Linked DNA regions of Callithrix jacchus: region 2 is linked to region 1. The links are chromatin contacts, called in public Hi-C maps. All regions are on one chromosome and are shown on one strand. The core of a region is the stretch at or near the end of the contact, and the rest is flanking DNA. Distances in the headings are between cores, read along the strand shown.

What was found. A called contact is a pair of places that touch in the nucleus more often than the background predicts.
Region 2: a Hi-C map of skeletal muscle shows a contact between it and region 1, with 5 times the contacts expected there. The contact joins two enhancer-like sites. A contact is called at or near these places in 3 of 3 Hi-C or Micro-C datasets (induced pluripotent stem cells and skeletal muscle).

What each region holds. Positions count from the first base shown.
Region 1 is chr2:81,241,813-81,248,286 of calJac240_pri, forward strand. The region is part of intron 3 of CCDC192 (coiled-coil domain containing 192); the gene reads right to left. Among named protein-coding and RNA genes, the nearest start is that of CCDC192, 56 kb to the right of the region's middle. Within about 2 kb of position 3,694, at least 2 of the 16 cell types and tissues checked have an H3K27ac peak or open chromatin away from gene starts, as enhancers often do. A contact at or near this core is called in skeletal muscle, where this site is marked.
Region 2 is chr2:81,436,546-81,443,019 of calJac240_pri, forward strand. No RefSeq gene overlaps it. Among named protein-coding and RNA genes, the nearest start is that of PRRC1, 39 kb to the right of the region's middle. Within about 2 kb of position 3,751, at least 2 of the 16 cell types and tissues checked have an H3K27ac peak or open chromatin away from gene starts, as enhancers often do. A contact at or near this core is called in skeletal muscle, where this site is marked.

The DNA.
Region 1 (6,474 bases), core at 2,444-4,943:
GCCTTAAGAATAGACAAGAATACCAGAGAGAAATGAAAAGACATGGGAAAGGTGACGTGATCAATCATTGACTTAGAAATAAAGGGTAACAATTAGATATAAAGGTCAAAAAGCAATAATATTGGGTTCTAAGAAATTAAAGTCAACATGAGATTGGGCATAAAGTAATTACACAGAAATAGAGCTACTGAAAAGCAGACAGCTCTCAATCCACAAATCCAAGTATATAAGAAATATCACATTTTTTACTTTCTATAAATCTTTTTTATTTCAACTTTAAGTCCCCACCTCTAGTTACACAGCTGTTCTTGAAGATCTTCTCTGCCCAGGATAGTTTACCTATATGGGAACCCTGTATATCCCCAGGCCACTGGTGATGCTTTTCTCGTCCCACCAGAAACCCTTGTATGCAATCATAGATCCTACAGGTTAGCCAACATTTCACAGGGGTCTAGGACACATTCCTAGGTTACAAAACTCCCTCTAACTGGCACATTCTCTGAGCATTTTCATGGAACAGGGTACAGGCTTCCCCTGCTAGTGTGACTCAGAGAGCTGACTCTCTACTTCCGGTTTGGGGAAAAGGCACTCTGCTCTCTTTTGAGTCTCTCTCAGGAGTCTCCATTTCTCTCAATACTTATTAGTCTCTTCAATAGGTTTAGGCTTTTGGAAACAAAAATCAGGCAACTTCAGGAAAAGTCCTCTGAGATTAGGAACTACAGAGTCCTCTACTCTGAGGAAGGCAACCATTCCCAGATGAATTTTAACACAGGAAATGATTGTTCCCACCAGAATGGAAGCCCAATTCAACTTACTGCTCTTTTACAGAGTGTGTGGTTTCCAAAGAAAGTACAAAATACTCAAGATGAGAACAGAGGAACAGAGATGGGAAGTGGGGGTGGACAAGGACCCCACACATTCAAAGCAGTAAGATGTTGCAGCAGTCCTTTGTGTTACGAAGGGAAACGATCTGAGACAACATATTTGAAGGTAGTCAAAGTAAGTGAAGCTTTAGAATTCATACTTTTTTTGGACACAGGACATGAGCACAGACACAGATAATAAGGGAATTTGAAGTAAGAAGTAGACTTCTTGGATGGGGTAGGACAGGAACAGAATAGAACCACAGAAGTCCCATGACCTCAAATCAAAATCCAGAAAAGATCAGAACTGTCCCTTTAGTTATATGAGGTAAGAGGTTTTTGTTTTGTTTTGTTTTGTTTTACCAGTTCCTTAGAGGGGAAGAATTAGCAATTGATTTCATAACCCATTATATATACTCTCTAGAGCTTTTTTTCCTGTATGTGCCTGCATAGTATACTCTGTGTAAAATCAGTCATTCTCAACAATGCCTCTCTGCTGTTCACCACGTTATAGAATACTCCCTGGAGGTATTTTTCCTTGACTGAGCAGATCGGACTCAAACCATTGACCCCAAGATTGCGCTCCATCGTAGGCAAAATGAGAGAGAAGTCCCTACCTTTTCCCCCCTTAAACAATTCTATAAAAAGGCATTTATCTGCCTGGGTGTGCTATAAATTTAAAATGATTCTGTCAGAATCAGAAATGTAGTGTCAACACAGGGCATAAGTGAGTGGGATGGGTCAACATAGGGCATATTGTGAAAATAGGCTTAAGAAGCTGACAGCAGGCAGTGGAGGAAAAAGTTCAGTGAGGGGAGGAGAACAAAACAGGCTCAGGAAGCTTAGATGCACAAATACTGGGAGTCAGGAAGAAAACAAAGAGTCTCCATAATGTGGACAATTCCTTTTTCATTCATGGTCTTGTGGAAATATGAATAATGAACATGTTCATTTCATTGATATCCTCCTACTAATTGAAGAACATTTTCTGTTCGGTGACAGAGTGACCTGCTGTTCCAATTACCAGCCACTGATGAGGTTCCCCTCTTTGGAGGTCTGTTTAGCATATTATTTTGTTTATTAATAAAATTATGTTAATTTACTATACATTTTGTGTAATGGCAATTTCCATCATGATTCATGTTCCCAAACAGACTGTGCTTCTTGAATTATACTCTACAGGGTCAGAAATCAGCATTTTGCAAACTTTTGATGCTCAGGACGTTTTTACATTTCTAAAAATTACTGAGAACTTTTAAAAGCTTTTATTTATATGGGCTATATCTACTGATATTTACTGAATTAGAAATTAAAACTTAGAAATTTAAAAGTGCTTTTATTAATTTGTTTAAAAATAATAAACTCAGTATATGCTAACACAAATATATTTTAATTAGAAATAACTTTTTCAAAACAAAACAAAAAGGAAACAGAAAAAAGTGGTATTGTTTTAGATTTTGCAAATTTCCTTAATGTCTGGCTTAATAGAAGACAGTGGGACTTTCATATCTGCTTCTGCATTGATTCTGTCATATAGAATCTGGAAAATTCTACTCATAAAAGAATGATAGCAGAAAAGAATAATAACCTATTAGTATTATTATCCAAATAGGTTTAACTTTGAAGATCATTTAAGGGTGTTAGCAACCTCCAAGGGATCTCTTGGACAAAATGTTGAGGACCTCTGTATTGGACCACTGCTTGTCACTAGACATTCATTCAATAGCCTCAAGAGATTTGCATTGGTATAACTCCAAACTTCAACACTTAACACTTTCTGAGGCTAATAAATGAGATCTTCACACGCAAAACACATGGTCTTCCTAAATTTTCTCCCAGAAACTCCATGGACTGAAAAATAGAAGAAAAACTATTTCCAGGATGGGTTAAAACAAGCACGTCCCATGACCCACATGCAGCCCAGGACGGCATTGAATGTGGGCCAACACACATATGTAAACTTTCTTAAAACATTATGAGGTTTTTTTGTGATTTTTTTTTAGCTCATCAACTATCCTTAGTATTCGTATATTTTATTTGTGCCCCAAGACAATTCTTCTTCTTCCAATGTAGCCAAGGGGAGCCTAAAGATTAGACACCCCTGGGTTGAAGGATCTGACATAATAGCTAAAATGGCAAGATTTAGAAGATCTATAAAAGGAAATTAGAATCATCCAGAACTTGGATGAAGAATCTATAGCATAAGTGGTAAATCAAGTCTGCATGGAGTCATCCATAAGAAATGAATCATTTTTAACATCTAATAATTCCAATATAAGATAGTTGGGTAACCACAGGTTGCACAGTCACCTGAAACTTGAAATCAGTCGACTTTCCCCTCAGCTCCTACATTTAATTAATCACCAAATCCAACTCATAAATATATCTTGTTTCAGTCTTCTCTCCACTGATAATTTAGGCCTTTATCATTTCCAAACTGGATTTTTATAAGAGCCTCACATTGATCTGCCTGGCTCCGGTCTGTCAAATCTGTCCTTCTCAGTACCCTGATTGCTTTCTCTCTTGAGCACAGATCTGAATGTGCGTCCTCCTATGGCCCTCCTTGCCTGGGGGTCAACTCCAAGTGCAAAATGGAAAAACATGAGCTTTGACATAAAAGGGACAAGTAATGAATTCTAATTTGACTTAGGACCTCATAGGAGTTACTGTCTGAGCTTCTTCCATGGGGTATACAGTATAGTGGGAGATACAGACAAGCAGTTATAGGTGGGAGGTGGGAGAGAGATTATGAAAGCACCTAAGGACATCTAACCCAAACTTGAAGGAAGAAGAAATGCATTTTGGAGGGAATGACATCTAACTGAGGATCTGAAAAGTAGTCTCTTGGGCTTCTTTGGATAATGAGGAAGGAGATAAGAGGGAGTGGAGGGAGTTAGCATAGAAATTCTAGGCAGAAGCACAGGGGAAGGAGTGTATTAATGAAAATTTGACTCTAAGAAATGGGGTCTTTGTTTTTCCTTAGATTAGATTAGAAAGGTGAGAGAGGATATGATACCTTTAAAGAACTGAAAGTGGTGTAATAGTGGTATACAGGGAGTGGTGTAAGGTAAAGCTGGAGAAACAAGCAGGTGGTCGTATCATAAATGGCACTGTAACATCTGTTAGAGCACAGATTTGACCCTGACAGTGAAAGTGGGCTAATTTAAGATTTAAAGTTGAGAAATATGAGGTCTGTGTTACAGAACCTTCATTCTGGTTGTAGTGTTGAGGAGTCATTAAACAAGGGCCATAATGAAGGTAGAGTCAGGAGAGGCGCTACAGATTGTGACCTAGACAAGAATGAAGACAGTGGAGACAGAGATTTAAGAATGATTTGGGAGTCATCACCCACACTACTCAGCAATTGATTGCATATGAGGGGTGAGGAAAAGGAAAGAATCAAAGCAGCACAGAGTGGCTGGTGGCACTGATCGTTGGCCTAGGGAATGTGGGGGAAGAAAACAGGCTTGGGGCAAGAAGCAGGCAAGTTGAATTTTAGAGATGGAGAGCTTGAGTTGGCTGTGGGAATCTTGGTGGAGCTGTTCAGTAGACACATAATTAGGTCTGGAGTCAGGGAAGACCTGGACCAATGGTGAGGACTTAATGCGTTTCAGCAGATTGTGTACCCTGAAGTCGGATCACCAAGGAGAGCATATAGAAGGAGCAGACAAGAGGCTTGCAAGCCCACAAAAGAGCTTTCTTCATTTGCAAAATGGCATATACGATTTTCCAGGACTGTTTGGAGAAATACATGAGCTGAAATTCACAGGAGTACCAAACAGAATGCCTAGCTCATAGTATAAACTCAATAAATATTTATTGAATGAACAAATAATTGAAAGAAAGCATATACCTAACTTACTAATTTATCTGTAGACAATAGGCAAAGAGAAAGTTTATTTGCCATCTCAGAGAAAACCTTATGAACAAAATATAAGTTAAGCCCAAACAAAGACACCTCCTTCTAACAGCAGAACCGTGACTCTTAAGGCAGGAGGCTTTTTGCTTTTTCTAAAAAGAGAAAGTCACATTTATCAGCACCGGTCAGCTATTTAAAACTGACCTCTGTTTGATCTTGACATTTACAAGCAAAAGGAAGTCTTCAGTTATGTAACAGGCCAGCAATCCACACATCCCGCCTGCAACAACAATACACTACAGAACCTGATTCGTCATTGTGTTTGAGTCTATTCAGAACAACACTATCTCTTCACCAGCTTCTATTTGTTTCCTTGCATTCTTTGAAGCTCTTAATTTACACCAACAAACCAGTAATGAGATGAAGATGAACACCTGCTTAAATGAGAAGTTGTCCGATTTTGTTTTGTTTTTTAATAAGGAGGGAACTTGTCTGCTGTAAAATCAATCAGAACTCTGGTTAGCCAAATTGTTTAATGAAGTTCCTGATAACTAGATTTCATGTTGATAAGGAACCCATTCCAGGTCAAACAGACTGCTTGTGATGTTATGGCATTAAAGTAGACTTCAAAATAGTTCTGAAAACAAAAACTCATTCACAAAACTCATGATTTCAGATTGGCATGTCAAGCATAATTTCTGAGCATTTGCAGAAATGAATACTCCTACCAAGGGCACATTGTTTATTTCAAATAAACTTGACATCAAAAGACCTACTGTTGCATATAAACAATTAAAAAAAAAACCAGAACATTTTTGGACAATCTAAGTATGCATCAAATTACTTTTATCCACTCAATACACACATTCAGTATCTAAAAATTTGCTAGTGTCTTTGCTCCTTCTATTCCTAAACGTAAAGAAAAGATAGACTGGACACGAAGATGTACTAAGAGAGAAATAATGGGAGTTTGTCCTAGGGTCTTAGGCATAACATGATTCATAATATCTTGCTGATTAGAGTTAAATATATTAGATTTTTTTGCGTGTGAGGCATTGTTTCTAGTCCAAGCTTTGTAACAATACAAATAAATATGCCTGAAGAATTTTTAGCATAAATATTAGCAAAGTGGTTAAAACTCTTAAGAGAAAGTAAACTGCTAAAATCCTTCCTTTTCTGTTACTATGATCTATTTCCTTCTTTCTCACCAGCTGCTATTTGAGCCCTGTTTCATTGCTTATGGCACACTGTTACTACCTCATGGCCAAAGAAATCCTAAAAAGAAAAATCCTGTTTCTTTGAAAATGCCATCTTGAAGAGAAAACCTGAGCCCCAAGAACTTTGATCTAACCTGGGGCAATAATTTGGCCTTAGCTTTTATTGTTTAATGTCAAAAACAACAGGAATAACATACAAACACATGCACACAGAGCTGCAGTCACCAGTTTCTCAAGGACAAGAGCCCAAAGGTTATTTTCAGGAACCAGATTTTCCAGTGGGATTTAGGGTCAAACTTAGTCCCACAGACACCCGTTAGTGTGGCCCAGCAATACTCAACACCATCTGAAGCTCTATGTATTTTCAATGTTTATTTGTTTGCTGTCTGTGTCCTCCCAGTAGACTGTCAGCTCCATGAGACAAGGATCTTATCTTGTTTACTGCTGTATTCTCACTTCTAGATATAGTACCTGACATGTAGTGAATACTCAATAAATACTTGGTAAATGAACAAATGCCTGCTTGCCAACAAAA
Region 2 (6,474 bases), core at 2,501-5,000, 190 kb after region 1:
GGAAATGCTTTACTGTCCTTAGCCATTTTGCAACCCGTATGCCTTTTGTTTCTGGGGTTGCAAGATACCGGCTGTGGTTTTTCACACAAAAGGGTTGCAAATGGAGTTAGGTCCCTGGGTTAGGGCGGGTCCCTGTTCCTCCAGCCTGGCTCCTTCCCGGTTCCTTTTAACTTATTGATTTATTCGGGCCCCACAGTAACTACTTATACTAAATTTTACTGTCATACACTATTCTAAATGCTTTTACATACATGAACCCATTTTACAGATGAAAATGGGGCTCAGAGTCAAATACCTCCAATGCAGATGTTTCATGCTGTAGGGGTGGAAAGAAATCTTCCTCTTTACCCCCTGAGGGATTACCTCCTAATGTAGGTAAGGAATGAATGAAAGAAATGGATGAAAGGCAGATTAATACAAGAAAAAGGCATACAAAATGTATTTAAAGTCTACAGGGGAAATCACAGTAGAGTGATTACCCAGTAATACAATGAGGCCTGAATGCTTTCATACCCTTCTTAATAGGGGAAGGGGAGATGGTGATGAAGGAGTAACTGATTTTCCATGAAAATGAATGAACCCAAAGAAAAATGGTCTGAGACCATGTTCCACTGGGCTTTGGTGGAGGTGGCAGGAAAGTGGACCTTCATTAAGAACAAAGGTTGTCTTATGATATAGATAGAGCCTCCCAGGAAATCTCAGGAGCTGCATTCAGAAGAGTAGGTGAAAAGTTTGTCTGGATGTGGTGACAACTCCCAGTCTCTTTTCTTCTCCTGTGGTTAATCTTTCCTCGTCTTTTCATGAGATTCCTAAGGACGGAGTCTTAAGACAATTGCATTTCTTTTGGAAAAAAAAAAAAGAGCTTCCTTAGCCAGATAAGGAAATTTGAGACAGAGTCCCTTCTGGTGCTTGAGAACAGACAGGATAAGAGAAACAAGAGCAAGAGGGAAGGACAAAAAGAGACCTTGGTTCTGAGGCTTATTTCTGAGACCTTTCCATTTTTTTCCCTTCAAAGCACTCACCATGCCAAAGTACCATATTCTGTGGTACTGTTTTCTGGGCCTCCCAGTGTAAATTTAAAGGGCTGTCCTTGATCAAGAAAGTTTCTCCTGTCTTCCAGGATTTCTCAGAGCCTTTTCCTATGGTAATGTTTGTTAGGAATCTCTCAGAGGAAGATGCAGCACTCTGAATTTTCTAAATGTGTTTGACAAAGGGACCCTCTGTTTGGATAGAGGCAGGGGTTACTGTTCTGCCAGACGTCCTCAGGGAGAGGCTGGTCTTGGCAATCACCTCTTCCAGGGTATGCAAGCGAATTCATTTATCAGGCTTTTTTTCCTATTCTACAAGGAAGCAAATCTGGGGACACCATGTGGCAGGGAGTGCCAAGGGTGGTGACAACGCTGGGAGAGGGGAGGGGAGGATGGTGGTGCACTTGGGCAGGTGATTTAACCTCTCCCAGCCTCAGGCTTTTCATCTACAAAGTGAATATGGTGATGTCTCCCTGTGGTGTTGCACCATAGATAATGATGGTGCTCGGTACAGGGTATGTGCATGGTCAGTAGTGACTGGTACTTGTTACCCTGTTACCACTTATAATAAGCAGCACAGCCTTGGGAAAAGTTCATAATCTAGAGTAGGCCTCATTTCTTCCTCTATGGGATGACAGGGCCAGGCATGTAGTCGCTTTTCAATAGGTGACATTGAATAGTTTTCCTCCAGCCAGCCCCACCTCACACGGGGAGTGCCCCTCGGCTCACTTGCCTCAGTCCTCTGAAGATGCACGGATTCCAAGAGCAACTGGAATTCATATTTCTTGATTACTTTCAACTAGGCTCAGGAAGCTCATCCATCAGGACTCACATTGTTTATAAGGAGACATCGGGTTCATTTCCATTTTTAGGGTGTACATTGCAAAGCCCACTATGACTGAAGATCTTACTGGACACCACACACAGCAACTGCTGTCGCACAGCCAGGAATGTGTTTTCTCCCACAGCCAAAATGTTGTGACTTCACATCAGGCACAGATTATAGCTGACCTGATATTGGGTACATCTGAGGTGGACAGAGTCTCTAATTCTATTCAGAACACAACACCTGTCAGCAATCAACAGAATCAAATGGTCCTGTGGAGAATGTTCACTTCCTTTTTCTTTGTGAAAACACAACTATGGGTTGAGGGAAGCATCACAGACAGATAAGAAACAATGAGCCTGGTTTCCCCAGAGTAAACCCAAGCAAGGGCTGGCACAGTGGTTCAGTACCTAAGGCAAAGCCAGTAGAAAGGGACTGTTGGCAGCTTCCTTAAAACACTCTGTGCAATCCCAGGAAGAGAAGAGTAACATAAACTAAATGCCGGGGCTGTTTTCTTTGTAAAATTTCAACAGAAAATATCAACTTGGAGGTTCTCTAGAGACATACCTATACTCTATATCGAAGAGTGTATTTTAGCTTACAGGGGAGACTGCCGGTTGATATCAACCATTTTCATTTGTTGCAGGATCTGAAACAAAACCTTTTGAAAAAATTCCTATAAGGTTTCACATATTACCCAGCACGTGGCAAGAGCCAGATAAATGGTAGCAAAGTTAGTGCTGTGCCATCATGTAATCAGGTGAAAAACATTCATTTTTCTTATCTGCAACTTATTAGAGTTCTGAATTAAATTCTGAAAGCACTAGAAAGTCAAATTTAGAATACTCCCTTCAGCAGCAGAAATGGGGTGAATAAGAACAGGGACACTAGGGAACCACCTTATTACAAGCCATTTCCATTTGACATTTTGCTGTATTTGAAGAGGGTATGTGGTCATTGACGCCTACATATTAGGCATTTGATGTGCAACTGGTGCCCTCTAGTGACAGGGTGAACAGTCTTTGTCACTAACTCTATCCTTACCTCCTACCAACCAACCCCAGATTTGCGAGAGGGAGAGGCCAGAAGGTCAGTCTCTCTATAATTCAGTAGGCAAATCTCAGCAGGCATCCTTTGATTTCTAAGGTAAGAGTTCTTAAATGCTTTTGAAGTTTCACTTTTCTTTTGGAGAAAGGACACTTTCTACCTTGTGTCTCTGAGAACTTCCCTAGCATGGGAGCTGAGTTTTTAAAGGCCACCTCAGGTAAATTCAGCTATACTCCAAAAATCACACAATTCCTCTGCTCTCTGGAAGACCATGGAATAATGAGGCAGTGGATTTTGATTACGTGGGAATTCTGGAACCCATCTCCCACCAATACTGAGGGATGACTGTAAATATATGTATACAGTGTGGCAGATACAATATGATAGATTACTGCAGGAACCATGAAAACGCACAATCCAGTTCATTTCTCTGAATGTATCTATACTTTCCACCATGATTTGATGCACATTTTCACTTGCATATGGCATAAACTGATTTTTTTTTTTTAGCGAATGGAAGCTTACTTATTCAAGGATTAGTTATTACCTCATGGAAATATTTGTCGACCATTCCTTAGTTTCCTACTTAGAAGCAGGGGGAAAGTGTGTTTTTACTACTAGGTAATTTAATCATTTTCCCCCCTCACCTCCTATATATCTACTGGGGCCAAGTCAGCTGAAAAAATAAAATCATATAAGCAAACTGCCACTTCATCATCTTGTCTCAGAAACTCCAGCTGGCAGCACACATTTCATACACCCCAAATGGAGTGTTCTGAAACAGACAGGCGAATTCCAGCTTCCCCTAATTTACTGCCCTCCATTCCATAGCATCAGATTCATAAAACATTGCCTGGGTGGCTGGCTGTCTCACTGTCTTGAGGCTGAAGCAAGGCACAGGGGACCAGGAAGGAGACTTTAGTTGCCAAGTCTCTGCTGACAAGAATACTTGCCTCCACCCTTTTAGAGCACTTAACTTAGGCAAAAGAAACGGGAAAAAGACCTGGCTTGCCAGCAAACCATTACGCAAATCTAAAGATGTGGTATTAAGTTCTGCTCCTGTAAGTGTTCTTTCCATGACTAGCCCTATTAATTGGTGCTTCAGCTTAAAAACTATTTCAGTTTTTATGTCACAGAAGAGACTTGAGAATCCAATTAGCTATGTTTATTAGGAACACTTGAACTTTTTTCTACACATTGTTTTCATGTTAAATAATGTAGTGATAAGGGGAAAAGTTCCAGCAAGAGTTTGAGGCAATTGCATTAGGCTCTAATTTTCCAGCAAGTGTTTGCATGTATCCTGGACAAACAACTCTGCAAACTCAAAAGTAAACTAATTTTTCACTCTTTGGGAGAAAGCACAAATGAAACAGCCCCATGATAGGGAAATAACAAGGAACGGTGGATAACCTACATGACAGACAACTGAATTCAACTCTAATTTCAATATATCTAGAATACACATTAAGTAGCCTCCCATGCAATCCCAGCAATAACCAGATCTTGAGTTCAGTTTGTGCAAACCCACTCCTTGAGGCCCCGCCATGTACAACCATCATAATGCTCACATTTTAAAGCTCCCTGGAGACTTCACAGGTATTAATGGATTTGTACAGTCTGTTATTTTCCTAAGGTCACAACTGAGAGCCCAAAGTGAATCCCAACCCTCTGTTATATTTTGGTCAGGGTTTTAGGAACCGGGCAATCTTACCTAAAAATTCAGATATCTGAATTCTCTGGGGGGAAAATCAAATGATTTGGCCATACCCAAGTCCTCCATTCCATATGGCAACAGTTAGCTGAAATGGAGCATGCCCGTCCCCTGTAGATGGGGTATGCCTCGCTCACTTCTATTGCTTGCCTGACCCCTACACTACAGGCCTTTGACTTTTCCATGGTGGTTTACAAGAGGCTTCTATGTATAGTGGTAATTAGTTTCTAATGGTTATGAGGAAGGTAAACAAGTTCAGTCTGCTGTGCTACAGCTCATGTTTCTGTAACAATTAGCTTAAACAAAATTGGTAAATGGGTGAATGTTGTTTGTATAACCTAGAGGTCTTTTTGGTTCATGTAACTAAGTAGTAGCAGCTAAATGCAAAATCACAAACACTCAATGCCCATCAGCCCATGTTCGCCTTTTTGGCTTAGATGAGGCTCCGGATTTGTCTGCAAGTGCTCATTGCACAGTACTCCCTCATCCTTCTGTATTTTGTTCTTTTTCCACAGCTCAGCATGCTCGGTCCTTTATCACTGCCTTCCCTTTCCATCAATCTACCTTCACCATTTTTGTTCCTAAAGGTAAAGGCCTCTTCTTTTGTTGTATTTACTTATTAGAAACATAAAATGTTGTAAATTTTGTGCTAATATTCTAATTGAAGTTATTATGAGTTTTGTTAGTACCTGATTTCAAAGTTATACAGGTTTTATTGATCTGTCCCTAATCCCATCTTTTCCCGTAACTTCTTTTCCTACTGCAGAATTATACAGAAAGCAGGGGTTTTCACAAATATGTCTGTCAAATTATAACACAAAAGTGCTATTGAAAAATTAAGACCTTCGCTCCATAAGAAGGACCTGGAGTAGAGGTTGGCATGTCTCATGGTAAGCCCAACAGTTAATTCTCCAGCATTAAAACAGGCAATTGTAAGACACTGGCTAGCATTTAGGGGCCACATTTCATGCAATATCCCTGTTTTTAAACATCAGAAGCATACTCAGTGTGGGCAGATGTTCATAAGAAACACTCACAGGAACGAAGTATATATATTGCTTCCTTTCTCACAACAGTCTTGTACCTGTGATATCAACACCTCTATTTTACTGATGAAGAAACTGAGGCTGAAAGGGATTACAAACCTGCTTGAAATTTCATTCCTGCCAGGTGGTGAGCACAAGTTTCAAATCCAAGGTTTCTAACCTTGAGCTCTTCTATCCTTCAGTAGTTTCCTGTCGGAAGTTGAGCAGCTCTATTGGACCATCTTCTTTGGATCAATTTCAACCTCCTTCTACATTATTACATTTATTATTCAAAGTCCTTTAAAGTCAGACTTGCATGTGGCATTTTTGAAGTGTTTTTATTTAAAAAATTAAAACACTTATTAACAATTACACTGCACAGTACATGAAGAATATGGCTTACAGGGCCAAACAGACTTGAGTTCCTTTATTTAAAAATATTAATTTTTTATTAATATTTATCAGTGTGTGAGGCACTGGGGTGTAGTGGCAGATATGACAACCCTGGTGCCGGTGCTCAGTAGTCTTATATTCTAGCAGTATAATCTTTTGTTAAATGTGTGAAACAAAAATATCACCTATTTTAAAGGACTACAAAAAGGAATTTGGAACTACATATGCAGTAAGGTGTCACTCATAGAAACCACTTGGCTGTTAGCAGTTGTTATTGAATTTATAAAATAATAATACTAATTACACAGAAGCAGAAGGGGCAAGGAGATTTTAGGATAAGTAGCTGCTCCAGTGCAAAAGCCACCATCAGCAGTCAACAATCCTTCACGCACCCGTGACTCCCTCCTCCCCAGGGAATGTCTCAGAGGTGTGCAGGTGTACAGA